Regions from separate parts of the Zea mays genome. Here region 1 is linked to region 2. The links are chromatin contacts, called in public Hi-C maps. All regions are on one chromosome and are shown on one strand. Each heading gives the region's core, a stretch centred on a gene start, on an enhancer-like site or on the middle of the called end of the contact. The rest is flanking DNA. Distances are from core to core; before and after follow the strand shown. Region 1 holds the start of LOC103649660 (bromodomain-containing protein 1). Region 2 holds the start of LOC100191258 (Polynucleotide 5'-hydroxyl-kinase NOL9).

Region 1 (2,945 bases), core at 422-2,921, 140 kb before region 2:
CACGGCGAGCAGAACCAGTCGCCGTCTGGGATGGCCCGCGCCAGCGGGTTGCCGTAGCAGGACGCGTGCACCATGAGGTCGCACCCGTCGCAGAACACGATGGGGTCCGACGGGTCGCCGTCGGTGCTCGCGCACACGGCGCAGCGCACGCCGTCGTCGTCGTCCTCCACGTCCACGGGCTCCTGCTCTCGCCCTTGTTCTTGGCCCGCCACTTCATCAGCTCCATTCCTCGTCACGTCTTTGAGCGATGCTCCCTTAGCATCAGCCGCTTCGTCAGATTTCCTGAGCGCTTCAGCCACAGCTTCATACTGCTCGACATCGACGATCTCGCACGGCTTCTCCAGATGCTTCCCTTCACGTGGTGGAGACCTTGGCTTCATGGACACCTGCTCCTTGGTTCCCTTATGGTTGATGGGCTTCTCAGGTTTCTTGAACTCTTTGCCTCTGGCGCGTTCTTCGGCGCCACTTGCCACTCTAGAACTGACGGCGCCGCCGTCGACGTGCGTACTGGATCCTTGAGGCCTGGCTTCTTTGGCGGCGACTAGCCGAGCACCGTCTGACTGCACGGATGGAGGCGGCACAAACGGCGGCATCACGCGCTTGTTGACCGGCAGGCAAACCGGGGTAGAACGGGCAGCGTCCTCCCGACGATTTGGCGAGTGGGCGCGCTTCTTAGCCCAGACGGAGGCCGAAGCAACCGTATCCTCCAGGGGCTCGGCGCAAGAGAGAGCGTTGGCTGGTCGGCGCGCCGGAACGGAACCGGCGGCGTGGCCCCGAGGCGCTGGCGCGTGGACGCGCTTCTTAGTCGACACGCGGGCCCAAGAGACCACAACCGGCGGAGGCGGCAGCGGAGCGCACGGGCGCTCCTGGGCCGGAACGCGCGCCGGCACGGCCGCATCCGCCGGTGCTGCGCAGGCGCGCTTCTTAGCGGGGAGGCACGCGGGCGCCGCGTCCTCCGGCGGCGACGGCACGATGGCTCGTTTCTTCGCCGGGAGGCAGAATGTGGCGCCGGCCACCTCCACCCGCGGCGCCGCGATGACCCTCTTCTTCACCGGGAGGCAGAGAGCGACGGCTGCTTCCTCCGGCGTGTGCGACGGCAGCATGCGCTTCTTGGCCGGCAGCGGCACGCTGGGAGTCGATCCGAGGTGGGAGCCGACGTGCCTGAATCGCTTCGATGGCGGCAGGTCGCGGACGCGGCCGCTCGCAATGCTGTTCTTGGCGATCTCCATGGATGGCGGGCAGCGAGATGGATGAGCTAAGCTAGGGGAGAAGAATTTTTCTGGGCGCGGGAGTTCCCAGCCGAGAGAAAGACGGGGTTTTACAGATCGCGCGAGCTCGAAAGTTTTCCGGGGTAAGCGCGGCGGCGGAGGAATCTGAGCAACATTTTGGCTTGGTGGGAAGACGAAATCGGAAGGCGAGGCGACGGCAACTTTCGTTTTGGGGTTGAAATTTTGAAATGGGCGTAGTGTTTCTGCCGCGGGGCATCGGCGGACTGCGATTTGCGGGGAAATTTTTTTGTTTTCGTTTGTTATGGGAAGAAGCTTGTAGCGGCGAAATGGCGCCAACCAGTGCCCCGTGCGCGCGCCAGATTGGGAATTGCGAATCGAGCAGGAGCAGTTGATTGAGCCTGATTGCTCCCAAAATAAACATGCCCTTTCTATGGGCCGACAACCCATGTACAGTAACGGGCGTGGGCCGTGTGGCCTCAGGGCTCAGGCCCTCGCTCAACTATTGAACAAATCTGATTCGCCTCACTCAGCTGAAAAACTATTTTAATTTTAAAGCTGTCCGCAGTAGTATAAAATAGAGAATTTATACATGATCTAGTATATAGATCCATCTAATAATATGTGTTGTTTGTTTAACTCTTAATATATTCAAATTGAATTATATAATTTAGGGGTAAACAAACAAGCCTAAGTTTTGAAACGTTTGAATCACCTCTATAGGCGGTTTTGGAAGCGGATTTGACTAACGTAGCGTCAAATCAGTCGCTCCACATGGCGCTAGGTTGTATATCAAGCCAACTCAGCTCGACTCGGCTCGTTAAGCTAATGAGCCACAGAGTCAGCTCAATTCGGCTCGTTTACGAGCTCGAACTAACTTGTTTAGCTCGCGAGCTACAGCGGGAAAAAAAATAATATGTATATAATAATCAATTTATAGTTAACTTTAAACTAATTTAATAATAGAAAATAGTAATTATATCAGTAGTTTCACATACCACATCAATGTACACACCAAATTAATACAACTCATCACTCATCAATTCACAATTCACACACATGTTCATCAGTTTAACATAATTATATTTGCATAGCCCAATTTAACATATAGACATAGTTCATCAATTATTAGTTTAACTCATAGGTCGTAGACACCACACATAAATATAACATGTTTATCAATTATTACGTAAATAATATGTATATAATTGTGTTTTACTGAAATGTGGTAGCTCGTTTAGCTCGTGAGCTGGTTCGTCAACGAACCGAGCTAATATATCAGCTTAACTAGTGAAAAAAATTCAAACGAGCCGATTCGAGTCGAGCGAGCTGATGAGCAACAGACATTTCATCTAGCCCTACATGGCTCCACATCAGCCATAAAAGAGATAATCAGAATTTCGCGATAGTTCAAAAAGGTTAGTTTTTTTAAAAAAATATAAGAAAAACATGTATTTTAAAAACACTAAATTTTATTTAACCTCAGAAATTTGGTATTAGCATCATAATAATAAAAATATATTAAAAACTTGTTTTTATTAAATCTCTACTACCACCGGTTTTCACCGTTCTATTTCTACGGTTGTCATACATCAGCTTTTACAGTTTCACTGTCGTCCGGCGTAAGAGCAACTCCAGTAGTTCTCTAAAAGACTTTCTAAATCAATAATTTAGGTACTTAACATGAAAATTATTCTCCAACAGTTCTCTAAATGAACT
Region 2 (2,753 bases), core at 97-2,596:
AGAAATTTCCGTCCGAAATTGTAAACCCTAGTTTCAGAATTTAAAATCACATCTAGCTCACATCATCTCTGCGTTATAGTTCCAGCCTCTCTCTCTCGAGCTGTTGCTGCACTGAACATATTGCATGTACTCCGTCCGTTATAGTATTAGATGTCATTCTGTCTGAATAGTATAATAAAAGATGTCATTCTAGATATAAAAGTAGTATTGTCCAATTTTACTCCTAGCTTCTGCATGCATGGCTCGCTACCCGCATACTAAAGAGGATGTTGGACTCCTATTTAATATGGGTATGACTGGAAATTTAACCCTCTATTACTCATTCCTTGATATCCAAAATGTCGTCTAAAACGACATCTAACTCAGTAACTCTGCATCGAAAGGAGTATCCATCAATCTGCTTCTCAGACTCTCTCCAGCAAGGTGCGCTATATGCTCCTCTACTCTATATTTAGCGCACGGTGATCAACTTTTTCTCTCCAACAACGTGCGCTAAAGGGTCTGATAAAATAGAGGACGTCCTCAACCACCTCCAAATGCAGCGGCTCCTCTATTCGTGTCTCTCTACTTCAGGTCCGCTAGAAATGTACAACAACATGCAATAGAATAAGTATTGTAGCTGAATTAATGAAGAATAAGTAGCAGCAAGCAATACTATTAGGTGTCTGCTCAAATATGTATAGTAATTTTTTAAGATTTGCCAAGGAAACTTTGTAATAAAAAGGTATACTATTTTAGGTGAAGAAAAAAATTAATATACATCGTATTTTAATACGAGATATACAAATGATATTTTTCTGTGCGTGTCCAATGCGGAAAAAAGAATGTAGAAAATAAAGTCTGGTAACACTATTTATATAGAGGATGAAATTTAGAGGACGTTGCTGGAGTAGAAAAAGATATAGAGGACGAAATATTTTAGAGAGTGTTGTAAAGGACACAAAATATTTCTTTAGAGGATGAAATTTAGAGGACGTTGCTGGAGACAACCTCATCACCTTACTTGGAGAGTACGAATTAGTGTTGAACCGGTCCTTTATGTGTAACATTTTATTTTTGTTTTTTTCGAACCTTTCCGTATGCATGGATGTATATCGTCGGGCTATATGCATCCCATGACACTAGTATAGTAACGTAGGGCCTTTTCAGGCCCAAGGGTTAATGGGCCGTACAAAAGAGGAAGGGCCCAAGTAGCAAGCCCTGACGCCATCCGATCCTGATCTGAACGGACCAGATTGCTGCCGGAGGAAGCAGGAGTGATGAACTTGGGCTCGCGCCGCTCCGCGCTCTGCCCTCTGCGAACCACGACGAGGTCTTCCTGACATGGCCGGCGCCCGCGGCCGCGCGACGCCGACGCGAACACCTCCGCGGTCGTCTTCCCCGGCGCCCCGCACCGAGGCGGTAGTCCCGCCGGACTGGGACTCCGCTGTATCGACCGTCTCCTCCCACCCCTCGCCCCCGGTGGTCGTCGTGTGCGGGCCCAAGAACAGCGGCAAGTCCACCTTCTCCCGCGTCCTCCTCAACGCGCTGCTCCCCAGGCAAGCCACCACCACAGAGCCAAGCCCCTCTGACCCTGACGAGCGACGACTCTGTTGGCGATGCTGGTGGTCCTCATAAACTGATAGTGTCGTGGTGCTTTGCAGGCATGGTAAGGTTGCTTATCTGGACACCGACGTGGGGCAGCCAGAGTTCGGGCCGCCGGGATGCCTCTCGTTCAATGTCCTCGACGAAGCTATTGCAGGTTAGTACATACGCTTGTGCTGGTTGGGCGTCAGTGCTGGTGTTTTTTCGTTTCAAATGCGGCAGTAGTCTTTTGTTCATTCGTCACTAACAAGTAACAAGATGATTTTTTGGGGGCTTCTGTGCAGATTTGATGAACCCAAGCCTACGGGAAGCTGAAAGGTGTAAAATCTCTCCTCTCATTTGTTATTTGCATACTGAAGTTCTGATTGTAGTGTGGTTATTTCACTTTGTTTCTCCACTTTAGGAATTTATGCACAATTTTATTGTGGAATTTCTTTGTTTGTTTACTGAAACAGTTGCAGACTCGCGTCAGTCAGTGTGTTAGCGATCATGTAACTTTTTAATTTTTGCTGGAGCAGATGTTTTGTTTAATATTTGCAACCTTTTATGTCATCCCTGCTTGGCTTTCACTAGTGCCATTTACAAATTCAATCAGGTGCTACTTCTTTGGTGACATTTCATCGAAAAGAGATCCAGAAGCATATCTGAATTGTCTATTCCATTCGTATGACTACTTTGTTGGAAAATATCGATGCGATGAGAATGAAATGCTGCCACTAATTGTCAATACACCTGGATGGGTAAAAGGTATTTGTTAGTCATTGCAGAGTTGATTTATCTTACCACATGCCTGTTTCACTGAAAATATTATGCGTTTTTTCTTTATTTAATGCAGGTGCTGGCTTTGATATGCTCGTAGAGATGCTAAGGTATATCTGCCCCACAATAGTTGTTCAGATACGCATCACAATCAAGAACAAAAATCTCCCTGATGGAGGGTTTTGGTTAGATGGTGGGCAAACAGGACCTATGATGATTAACATCGATGCTGCATTTCATGATGCCTCAAATAGATCGTAAGTAACTTATTTAGTTAGAAATTCAATAGTTATCATCCTCGTACTTGGAAATATATATATGCAATCTCATACCTAAGAACATGAAGCCATTTTTATCTCTGTTTATACTCAGACCTGTATCTGCACCATTCGTAGATAGTTGCATTTGGG

The links. A called contact is a pair of places that touch in the nucleus more often than the background predicts.
Region 1: a contact with region 2 is called in a Hi-C map of tassel, with 1.8 times the contacts expected there. The contact joins the promoter of LOC103649660 here to the promoter of LOC100191258 in region 2. A contact is called at or near these places in 3 of 25 Hi-C or Micro-C datasets (ear, leaf and tassel).

Annotation. Positions count from the first base shown.
Region 1 is chr3:8,972,962-8,975,906 of Zm-B73-REFERENCE-NAM-5.0, reverse strand. LOC103649660 (bromodomain-containing protein 1) reads right to left here and starts at 1,671. Exons shown (of 2, transcript XM_008675392.4): 1 at 1-1,671. The coding sequence starts at 1,229.
Region 2 is chr3:8,829,610-8,832,362 of Zm-B73-REFERENCE-NAM-5.0, reverse strand. It overlaps LOC100191258 (Polynucleotide 5'-hydroxyl-kinase NOL9), which reads left to right and starts at 1,346. Exons shown (of 9, transcript NM_001136692.1): 1 at 1,346-1,538; 2 at 1,644-1,741; 3 at 1,869-1,902; 4 at 2,180-2,331; 5 at 2,420-2,600. The coding sequence starts at 1,874.